3 separate regions of the Mus musculus genome follow, and all the other regions are linked to region 1. Evidence: chromatin contacts called from public HiChIP or PLAC-seq data. All regions are on one chromosome and are shown on one strand. Each heading gives the region's core, a stretch centred on a gene start, on an enhancer-like site or on the middle of the called end of the contact. The rest is flanking DNA. Distances are from core to core; before and after follow the strand shown. Region 1 holds the start of Pus10 (pseudouridylate synthase 10). Region 2 has its middle 12 kb from the start of Gm39612. Region 3 has its middle 17 kb from the start of Gm39612.

Region 1 (3,682 bases), core at 429-2,928:
TTTTGATACATAGGCAGCTAGAGACAAGAGCTCCGGGGTACTGGTTAGTTCATATTGTTGTTCCACATATAGGGTTGCAGTTCCCTTTAGCTCCTTGGGTACTTTCTCTAGCTCCTCCATTGGGGGCCGTGTGACCCATCCAATAGCTGATAATCTTCCTTTTTTAGTGGAATTATATGTTACTCACAGGACTCAAAGCTAGTGACATTCATTCCAAACTATAAAAAAACATTCTTTAATTTAAAAAGAATATACCTTGGATGGGTGTTTGTAAGGTGCGGGAAGATCCACACCACAGAATCTTAAGATGCATCTTGGACAGGTGCCAGAACTGAACAACAGCTGTGCCACGTGCTTGTTCTCCTCAGTCAGTGGAAGCATACTAGAAGAAACTAAAATGAGCACTTTCAGTATTCTACAGCTACGTGCTGTATTTATGTCCTTAAAAAGAAAAGCTTTCATTTGAAAAATTCTATTTTGTACCCTTCAAATACTGCTTGTCATATCTATATTCTAAAATATGAACTTGACTAAGTGAGTATGTGGATTACAGGGGAGAGGAACAAAGAAAGACAAGCTTGCTCTGGACATGACATTAAAAACTTTCCGATTCCGGGACTTGGGACCACTCAGGGTTGCCTGTGTAAACCTTTCAAGGAAGTACTTACAATATGGGAATATACTCTATTAAAGAAAAAAAAATCAAGAAACTCCATGTGGCCAAGTATTTATTTCAGTTTCATAATCCCGTCTATCAGTTCACTTAACCTATTAATTTAATGTTAAGTAAAGAGTCTATGAGGAGTTGGAAATAATTATGTAAAAATGCATCTTCTTGCCAGGTGTAAGCGCTCACGCTTATAATTTCAGTACACAAGAAACAAGAAGATCTCCATGAGTTCAAAGCTAACCTAGGCTAAATAGAGAATCAAAGCCAGCGGGGGAGAGGGGGGTAGCTGAAACAGTCTTGAGTTTCACACCATAAGATCTTTTTTAATGCATTTCCTCCTGCACAGGCATAGTTCGTCCTCTGGCATGGGAGTAGGGGAAAGGTAAGGGGAAAGCTCTGTTCTGGCCAAACAAGCCCTTAACTCTATGTGCTGAGGTTCTAGAAACTTACCACTCACTCCACCTGACTAACAAACAAAAGGGACTGCAGCTACGCCTCTTCGACACCCAGTCCCTAACCCCTCACCTCGTACTTCCTAGGCCTTACCTTCTCCCAAGATGCCGCAGCCGAGTCTTAACCCTTTTCGGCCCTGGGTGGGAACGGGGAAGAGTAAAGACAGCGCACCTACTGCGCTCAGCCGTTGTGTTCCCCAAGAAAACCAGAGCTTTACAACGAAAGTACCAGGCCCCTCACGAGAGGAATGCAGGAACCCCCTCGTCTTACACGGTGACCTGTAAGGCTGTCCGCCTGGCAGCCTGCACTCCCCCTAGCTCTACGAACGAAAGACTGCGAGGGGCTTTACTGCTAGCCTTAAAGGGTCGGCCGGCAAAGGAGCCTCCGACGGACTCGGCACCTAGGTCGTAGTAGCTGCTGCCAGAAACGTCGATGAGCCCCTACTCAAATTTGAAACCCAGACTAGGGAAAAGAAAGAGGGACGTCCCGCTCTCCCGACTCCCGACCCCCTCCCACACCCCAGCAAATTAGCTGTTCCCTTCCTCCTTCCTCCAGCTTCGCCTGACCACACGCCTTGGCCTGACGTCAGGCGTGGGCGGGGCGGAGGGCTCGGTGTTCTGCCTGTCGTGCCTGGCAAGCGAGGCGCTCCTTCACCCAGCCGTCGCAGTCGCTTCCCTGAGCCGGAGCGGAGCTGGCGGAGAGATGGCCTCCCAGCCGCCGCCGCCCCCCAAACCCTGGGAGTCTCGCAGAATTCCCGGGGCCGGCCCCGGGCCGGGCTCCGGCCCCGGCCCCACTTACCAGTGAGTGTGAGGTGTTTGGGCCGCGACTTTGGAGGCCAGAGCGGGGACTTGGCAGGAGGCGGTTGAAGCCGTTATTGGGGGGAGGCGTCGCTTCCCGCTGCCGGCCCGGGGCGAGTGCAGAGCGGGTCTGGAGTCTGCTGGCTGTACGACCGCCCGTTCTTCCCCCGGGCGCCCCGCCGGCCCCACGGATGCAGGAGCTAGAAAGAAAAGCGGCGCTTCCCTGCCTTTTCGCTTTTGCGGGACATGGGGGGGCGGGACAGCCTGACCCGCTTCAAAGCGACGAGCTTGGGTCTGCTGCCGAGCGCGACGTTGGCCCAGCCAGGACAAGGATAGAGAGCAAAAGTCATGGAAAAGCTTTACAGCCTCTCCAGAAGTTGGTTGAACGACCCAAAGGTCACGTTTACGCAACATGGAATCCAAGCTCTTACCCTTGGCTTTCTTTTCTAGCATAACTTAACGTTTAGGTTGAGGGTTGAAAGAATTCTAAGACAGGAATTCGAGGTCTGTGGGTAGCCTTTGTGTACAAAATTGTGTGTGTGACTGTCGTCTAAGGCCTATAAAGTTTTTATTTGCTTTGATTTAAATCAGTAACAAATGGGTCTGCAACTTTTAAAAATTTAAAACAGAATTAGAGTTTCAGGAACCTGTGTTTTCTTTGGATAAATAGATACCTTAATCCAGGCGACATGATTTCAGAGCAAGTTTGTACGTTTTCCTGGCGCGTAAAAATCTCTGTACGTTGGAGTACTTTTCTCTTATTGGAAAATCTGGTGCTCTTTTAAAAGTACTAAAACACTTGGGCACAGTAACTAATAGATACAATTAGAGTGATAAGCTGTATTTTTCGTGTTAAAGCAACACTTATTGGTGATACTTTCATTAGAATGTTTCTAAGTGTGTTCTTTGCTATCCCGTTAAACTTCTCTGAACATTACTTAGCCTTCTGGGTTTGTTGTTGTTTTGTTGTATGTGCCTTAAATTTTATGATTGTTTTCTGTACCTGTTTATATTTGTTTTACTAATGGTATGCAATTATGGGTTATTCCATTAATGTTGAACTTATCTTGCATTTTTAAATGAACCTACTTAGCTTCCTTTTTTTAATATACTGTCCTGGATTCTGTATTATTTTAAGATTTATGTTCCTATGTGATATTGGATTCCTTTTTTAAATTATACTTTTGTCTTTATATCAGTTTTTTAATGAGAAAATTTTGCACTGAAAATTTTTTTATTGAAAAGTTAACATTTTATTTCTTTAGGTAGATGATTTTTCTCTTTAAGATTTTATTGGGGCTGGCTGGAAAGATGACTCAGCAGTTAAGAGCACTGACTGCTCTTCCAGAGGTCTGGAGTTCAATTCCCAGCAACAGCATGGTGGCTCACAACCATGAGTTGTGATCCAAGAAGGCATGAGATCCAATGCCTTCTTCTGGTGTGTCTGAAGATAGCTATATATTGAAAATAAAATAAATAAACCAAAAAAAAGAAAAAAAAGATTTTATATAATACCTAGGTCCTCTGTGATATAACTATACACGTATAATCTGTATTTTTCCATCCATTTCAGTACCTACAGTATGCAGTACTCAAAGTATTTAAGAAATCACTTATTCATTTCTCTTTTTTTTTCTGTCTTTTATTCCTTTCTTTCTGTGTGTCTTTCTTTCTTTCTTCCTAGACAGATGTCTTGCCAGAGAGACAGGGTAGCCTTGAGCTCCCAGTGGTCTTTCTACCTAAACTTCCGCAGTGTTGGGAC
Region 2 (3,682 bases), core at 538-3,037, 160 kb before region 1:
CATCCACAAGGGGACCTCCCCCCTTGATCACTAATTGAGAAAAAATGCCTTGCAGCTGGACATCGTGGAGGCATTTCCCCAATTGAAACTCCTTTCTCTGAGATAACTCCAGCCTGTGTCAAGTTGACACAAAACTAGACAGTACACTGTCCAAATATTTTTTTACCTAGAATGGGTTGAATCCATAGAAAAGGGATTTTAAAAATTCATAGATTTATCCAATCTGGTGTGTGTGTTTGTGTGTGTGTTCTCTAAACAATCAACTCTACTAGTTTTGAGTATAAACATGTTTCCATCCATGTTACCACAAGATGTTTGGAAATGGGCATTTTAACCTAGCCAGTCTCAGCAGATAAGGTAGTATTTTGTTCAACTGGAAAGACAGCAGAAACGTGAACATTTGATTCAGGAAGACTAACACATGGTCTTTCTCAAATTTAAAATTTTTATTCTAGAAAGAATCCATTGTTTCTCATTGATTCAAGATTTCACTGAACTTGGGGAAATCACCCCTGAGAGAATGTCCAGTAATGAGAAGTCACCAGCATGTCCCATGCTTGAGCAAGTTGTCCACACACTTCACCTCTTTGAAGTCTCTACTTGCATATTTTATAGGATCAAGCCCCATTCCACAACACATATACATGTGAGATCTGTCCTTTGCTCTAAGACAGTCTCTGCCTCACATCAGGCTGAGCACCTTTGAATAAGCCATGACTCCCTGGGCCACCTTGAGTAATTTCTCTTATGTCATTAGTGATTGAAAGGAGGACCTTCTAATGTGTAGATTTCCAGAGCTAAGTCATTCCTGATTAAAAAAAAAGGGGGGGGGGTAGTGATTTCCACAAATCTTTACAGGCAAAATAAGACACCAGAGTATATGACTGATTGGTGCCTTTCATATTATCTGTACTCCTTGACGGGACATAGTCTCAATCCTCCAAAAGTTTCCCTCCACATCATCTTGTCAGTCAGTAGTCCCTCAAAGATCATTGCTACCTGCTCCTGCATTTTAATGATTGTCCCTCTGAAAAGAAAAATTCTTTTTTCAAAATCGGATTAATAGAAGATAGCAGGTAGAGGAATAGAAGGTATCCTGTAGTTTGCATTTCCACCCAGACTTCCCATGGAATCTTACAATGGTGCTTCCATCTTATGCTCAGGGGCTGCAGACATTAAGGAGGGGAGATTTTGAAAAGCATAATGGCAGACAATATTATATTTGCTGTGGGTACAGGTTGAGATGGATCTTACTCCATAGTAGCTGAATACTAATTTTCTATTAGATATTTTCTATATTTACATTTCAAATGTTATCCCCTTTCCTAGTTTCCCCTCCAAAAATCCCCAATCCCTTCCCACCTCCCCCTGCTCCACAACCCACCCACGTCCATTCCTGGTCCTGGTATCCCCTATACTGGGGCATAGAGCCTTCACAGGACCAAGGGCCTCTCCTCCCATTGACGAACAACTAGGCTATCCTCTGCTACATGTATGGCTAGAGCCACAAGTTCCTCCATGTGTTTTCTTTGATTGGTAGTATAGTTCTAAGGAGCTCTGGGGGTATTGGTAAGTTCATATTAATGTTCCTCCTATGGGGCTTCAGACCCCTAAAGCTCCCTGGGTACTTTGTCTGGCTCTTTCATTGGGGACCTTATGTTCCATCCAATGGATGACTGTGAGCATCCACTTCTGTATTTGCCAGGCACTGGCAGAGCCTCGCAGGAGACAGCTATTTCAGATTCCAGTCAGCTCTTGTTGGCATCTGGGTTTGGTGGTTGTTTATGGGGTGGATCCCCAAGTAAGTCAATCTCTGGTTGTTCCTTCAAGCTCTGCTTTGAACTTTGTCTCTGTAACTCCTTCCATGGGTATTTTGTTCCCCATTCTAAGGAGGAACGAAGTATCCACACTTTGGTCTTCCTTCTTCTTGAGTTTCATGTGTTTTGCAAATTGTATCTAGGGTATTCTAAGTTTCTGGGCTAATATCAACTCATCAGTGAGTGCGTATCATGTGTGTTCTGTTGTGATTGGGTTACCTCACTCAGGATGATATCCTCCAGATCCATCCATTTGCCTAAGAATTTCATAAATTCATAAATTCATTGGTTTTAATAGCTTAGTAATACTCCATTGTATAAATGTACCACATTTTCTGTATCTATTCTTCTGTTGAGGGACAACTGGGTTCTTTCCAGCTTCTGGCTATTATAAATAAGGCTGCTATGAACATAGTGGAGCATGTGTCTTTGTTACAAGTTGGAACATCTTCTGAGTATATTCCCAGAAGAGGTATTGCTGGATCTTCTGATAGTACTATGTCCAACTTTCTGAGGAACTGCCAGACTGATTTCCAGAGTGGTTGTACCAGCTTGCAATACCAATGAAGGAGTGTTCCTCTTTCTCCTCATCCTCGACAGCATCTGCTGTCACCTGAATTTTTGATCTTAGCCATTCTGACTTGTGTGAGGTGGAATCTCAGATTTGTTTTGATTTGCATTTCCCTGATGATTAAGGATGTTGGACATTTTTTAGGTGCTTCTCAGCCATTTAATATTCCTCAGTTGAGAATTCTTTGTTCAGCTCTATACCCAATTTTTAAAAAGGGTTGTTTAATTTTCTGGAGTCCAGCTTCTTGAGTTCTTTGTATATATTGGATATTAGTCCCCCTATAGGATTTAGGATTGGTAAAGATCCTTTCCCAATCTTTTTGTCTTATTGACAGTGTCTTTTGCCTTACAGAAGCTTTGCAGTTTTATGAGGTCCCATTTGTTGATTCTCGATATTACAGCACAAGCCATTGCTGTTATGTTCAGGAATTTTTCCCCTGTGCCCATATCTTCGAGGCTCTTCCCCACTTTCTCCTCTATAAATTTCAGTGTCTCTGGTTTTATGTGGAGTTTCTTGATCCACTTAGACTTGAGCTTTGTACAAGGAGATAAGAATGGATCAATTCACATTCTTCTACATGATAACCATCAGTTGTACCAGCATCATTTGTTGAAAATGCTGTCTCTTTTCCACTGGATGGTTTTAGCTCCTTTGTCAAAGATCAAGTGACCATAGGTGTGTGTGTTCATTTCCGTGTCTTCAATTCTATTCCATTGAACTGCCTGTCTGTCATTGTACCAGTACCATGCAGTTTTTTGGTTGTTTTTGTTTTTGTTTTATCACAATTGCTCTGTAGTACAGCTTTAGGTCACCGATGGTGATTCCACCAAAGGTTCTTTTATGTTGACAATAGATTTTGCTATCATAGTTTTTTTTGTTATTCCGATGAATTTGCAAATTGCCCTTTCTAACTCTGTGAAGAATTGAGCTTGAATTTAGATAGGGATTGCATTGAATCTGTAGATTGCTTTTGGCAAGAGATTTTTACTATATTAATCCTGCCTATCCATGAGCACGGGAGGTCTTTCCATCTTCTGAGATCTTCTTCGATTTCATTCTTCAGAGCCTTGAAGTTCTTTTTTTGTTTTTGTTTTTTTTGAGACAGGGTTTCTCTGTATAGCTCTGGCTGTCCTGGAACTCACTCTGTAGACCAGGCTGGCCTTGAACTCAGAAATTCACCTGCCTCTGCCTCCAAAGTGCTGGGATTAAAGGTGTGCGCCACCACGCCCAGCTTGGAGCCTTGAAGTTCTTATCACAGATCTTTCACTTGCTTAGTTAGAGTCACACCAAGGCA
Region 3 (3,682 bases), core at 431-2,930, 140 kb before region 1:
GTAAACAGAGGCCAGCCTGGTTCAATATGAAAGGAGATAGGCAAGATACTTTGGCCCAACCACTCTTAAATACAGGATTAACAACCCTTCAGTTTCTGTTACTGTATATCAAAAAAGTCTGAAGGAGAAGATATTTCAGAAAATAGACTAGAATCATCTATCCGTCCCCTCCACCCTCAACCACGGAGTACAGTTCCAGGAAGCTTTTGAGAGGTGCCCTTTGCAAAGGTCAGATGAGAAGCAAACAGTAGGCTAAACTGGGGACTCATGTTTACAGGCTGTGGGAATTATACCATGCAGTCATGCAGCTGTGGAGAGACTGGGACGGGAGCATGATCTGGAAGGATGAGCAAAGAGTGTACGACATTCTGGCACAGGTTTACTTTCTGCGGCAGGGGAGGGCTGTCCATCATCACTGGAATGCTGACATTACGGATACCGACCTCTAGGGAACTGACTAGAGAAACTCTGAAGAGGTATTTTCAGGTCTGGGAAGGTGAGATGGGCTTCATACAACCAGTGGTAAGTAGAGCCCAGGCCTGGTTAGATATTGCCTAGTGGGACATCGATACCTAAGAAGGGGAAAGAATAGGATCTGCCTCGGTGAGCATGTTTTTGGCAGATTCAAAATGTCCTGCTTCCATGTTGCTCACTGTGATAGACCAGACCCTACCCTACAGGATGTACTGAGTCAGTCAGGAAAACAATCATGGAGACTCTAAAGCAAAATGAAATAAGGAGGAAAACACTGGTCAGTGTGACAAGCAGTGTCAGCTAACGCATGATAAGGAAGGAAATAATGAACTGAAGGAGAAAGTGCTTGTCTCGGAGAAAAAGATGGGCAATGACAGAGGCACATAGAAGACCCATGGGATGCTCCACTACCCCAGGGTCCGAAAAACTTCTGCTGCCTGCCACAGAGTTTTAATACCAAGCAGAGGAAGACAATGACTGTATATCCACCAGTAAAATACTTCCATTGACAAACACACCAACAGCTTTCCATACAGCAGGCGTAAGGGATGTATAGTTGATTCCAGTCTGTATAGAAATGTTCCAGGTGTGTAGAGGGCAGGAGGTCTGTGTGTTCACTAGAAAACCCAGGAATGTTAAACACCCAGGGTTATCTCCCCAACAGAGGAGATGTATATCTGTTTTCTACCCAGAAGGCTGGGAGTGGGTGTAGTTAATAGCTTGGTGACCTGTGCTATGTATAGGGCGAGGTCACATCTGAATCCTCCAGACAGCTGTTTATCCCAGATTCTTCCTCCATTGACCTTTATCTAAAGCACAGTTTCTCAGTCAACAGAACCTATCCCTAGATGGATGACCTACCTCTATAATGACCTTTACCACACTAGCTCCTCCCCTAGGCCCATAAGCTATAGAATCCATTCTTTTAGGGAAAGTCACCTATACTTTACAAGAGTTTCTGGGTAGTCTCACCTTAAGCTTTATTGTGATAGTTGTTATCAGAAAACCTTTTTGCAAAGTCATACTATATTTAAATAGGCCTAGAATAAACTGCTCCGGGTCAGACTCTAAAAGTTTGAACCAACACTGGCTACTGAGTCGTGCTGAGCTGGATTTCCTTCTTCTTTCATGTAGCTCATTACTCTGCTGGCATTTGCAGGAGCTGCCACAAAGGTGCTGGGAGTACAGATGTGAATAAGATAACAAACGTCTGTCTTCCGGGAGCCATTGACTGAGTGTATTGTTTGGCCTGGGTGCAGCCAAGAACCTCAATGCCTTGCCCAATGGGAGTGGCAAAGTCTTCCCCAGGTGATGCTTACAGGAACTGTTGACAGTTTGTACAGAAAATGTTCCTCCATGGCTTTCTCTTCCCCCATTCCTCGGTGTTTACGGATCACTTCTATTTACGTCTACCAAGATCAGCTGAACCTGTCTCCTTGTTCATCTGTGTATAATAAGCCTGCCTGCCTCCTTGTTATCTATATGAAATAATCCTACCTCCCTGTTCAGCTGTATGCAACATCCCTGCCTCTCTGTTCAACTGCATATAAGGAACACACTGAGCCTCCAGAGTCCACACTGTCCAAGCCCAGCTTCTCTGTATGTGTGTGTGTGTCCCTTTGTCATTACCCACTGCCCTAGCTAGGCCAGTCCCTGGACTGGGCATAGATCTGGCATCTGCCCTCAGAAGTTAGCTAGCAACTAAATTTCAAAAATATCCTGAGTTTTATCTTCAGATTAAAGTGAGAAAGCTGATTTTGGAGACAGCTACCCAAGACCAAAGAAATCTGAGGCAAGAAAGAATGCTTTCAGGGCTCACAAGAGATAAGAAATAATTCAGGTTCTGAAATAATTAAGAGGTTCTGAAAGCGTAGCTTTGGCTGCTTGAAACCTTCCATTGTGAATACATTTATACCAGATAAAGTGCAAACATTACATCTCCCTCTCTCTGTCTCTGTGTCTGTGTCTCTATTTCTCTCTCTCTCTCTCTCTCTCTCTCTCTCTCTCTCTCTCATACACACACACACACACTCTCCCATAACACACACACTACACACATACACTCATACATACCACACACACACACACATACCACTCACACACACATACCACTCACACACACATACCACTCACACACTACACACTCACACATACCACACACACACATACATGCCACCTAGAATGCCAGTGTGGCAGCATACCATTTCAACAACTCCTCACAAGAGGATGTGGGCTGTGTCCTGGGTGCTATGATTTAAATATGGTCCCATTTTTCTTTTTTTTTTTTTCTTTTTTTTTTGGCAATGCTAGGGCTCAAACCCATGGCCTCTGGTGCTGACCAGGCAAGTTCTCCACCATAAAACTACATCCATACTACATCTCCAGCTCATAAAAATAAAAGGAAAAAAAGGAGAAGAAGGAGGAGAAGAGGAAGAGGAAGAGGAAGAGGAAGGGGAAGAGGAAAAGGAAGAAGCCGGGCAGTGGGGATGCATATCTTTAATCCTAGCACTCAGGAGGCAGAGGCATCTGTGTGAGTTTGAGCCTGGTCTACAAAGCAAGTTCTAGGACAGCCAGGGCTACACAGAGAAGTCCTTACTTGAAAAACAAAAACAAAACTAAAAGAAAAGTAGAGAAAAGGAGAGAGAGAAAAGGAAAGAAAAAGAATGCCTTTCTATTCTTTGACAATGTCATATAAGTAAACAATGCATGTGCACTCCCATTTCTTCTCCCCTCCCATTCTTTGTCTTGTTTTGTTTGTAAACATTGGACTGTGATTGGCTTGATCTTGTGCAGGCGAGCACAGCTGCTGTGAGCTCATGGCTGCAGTGGCCAAGTTATGTCCAGAGGATGGCGTTTCCCAGCACTCCCTCCCAGCCTCCAGTTCCTACATACTTTCTGCCTGTCTTGTGAGAGAGATGCTCCTTGGGCCCTAGGGACAGGCTAAATGAGATAGAGATATCTCATTTAGGGCTAAGCACTCAAGAGTCACTTTTTTGAGAATTGGCGCTCTCTGTATGAACTTCTGACTACTGCAAAAAAAGCTACTCTAAAGGTTGGAAATGGCACTAGTCCCTGTTCACAAGCATATATATATATATATATATATATATATATATGGAAGGGAGTCTGACAACATGGCCACTTAGTAGAACCCTCCCTCTCCAGGTTTGTGATCTCCTGAGCCATGGCTTTTAACCAGGCTCATATT

Evidence for each region. HiChIP or PLAC-seq counts read pairs in DNA pulled down with a chosen protein or histone mark.
Region 2: an H3K27ac HiChIP or PLAC-seq map of microglia shows a contact between it and region 1, with 6 times the contacts expected there. The contact joins the enhancer-like site here to the promoter of Pus10 in region 1. A contact is called at or near these places in 2 of 39 promoter capture datasets (the C10 cell line and pre-B cells), 1 of 15 datasets of contacts at CTCF or cohesin (large pre-B cells), 7 of 484 Hi-C or Micro-C datasets (CD4 T cells, CD8 T cells and embryonic stem cells), 11 of 115 datasets of contacts at active chromatin or transcription factors (the 230-238 cell line, CD8 T cells, the SCID.adh cell line and 7 more) and 4 of 9 other capture datasets (adipose tissue, embryonic stem cells, liver and 1 more).
Region 3: an H3K27ac HiChIP or PLAC-seq map of embryonic stem cells shows a contact between it and region 1, with 8 read pairs. The contact joins the enhancer-like site here to the promoter of Pus10 in region 1. A contact is called at or near these places in 1 of 39 promoter capture datasets (the C10 cell line), 2 of 115 datasets of contacts at active chromatin or transcription factors (bone marrow-derived macrophages and embryonic stem cells) and 3 of 9 other capture datasets (adipose tissue, liver and pancreatic islet).

What each region holds. Positions count from the first base shown.
Region 1 is chr11:23,663,988-23,667,669 of GRCm38.p6, reverse strand. It overlaps Pus10 (pseudouridylate synthase 10), which reads right to left and starts at 1,678. Exons shown (of 18, transcript NM_028304.3): 1 at 1,217-1,678; 2 at 256-392. The coding sequence starts at 381. Pex13 (peroxisomal biogenesis factor 13) reads left to right here and starts at 1,787. Exons shown (of 4, transcript NM_023651.5): 1 at 1,787-1,923. The coding sequence starts at 1,826.
Region 2 is chr11:23,828,601-23,832,282 of GRCm38.p6, reverse strand. No RefSeq gene overlaps it. Among named protein-coding and RNA genes, the nearest start is that of Gm39612, 12 kb to the right of the region's middle. Within about 2 kb of position 1,787, at least 5 of the 459 cell types and tissues checked have an H3K27ac peak or open chromatin away from gene starts, as enhancers often do. A contact at or near this core is called in bone marrow-derived macrophages and microglia, where this site is marked.
Region 3 is chr11:23,800,074-23,803,755 of GRCm38.p6, reverse strand. No RefSeq gene overlaps it. Among named protein-coding and RNA genes, the nearest start is that of Gm39612, 17 kb to the left of the region's middle. Within about 2 kb of position 1,680, at least 28 of the 459 cell types and tissues checked have an H3K27ac peak or open chromatin away from gene starts, as enhancers often do. A contact at or near this core is called in embryonic stem cells, where this site is marked.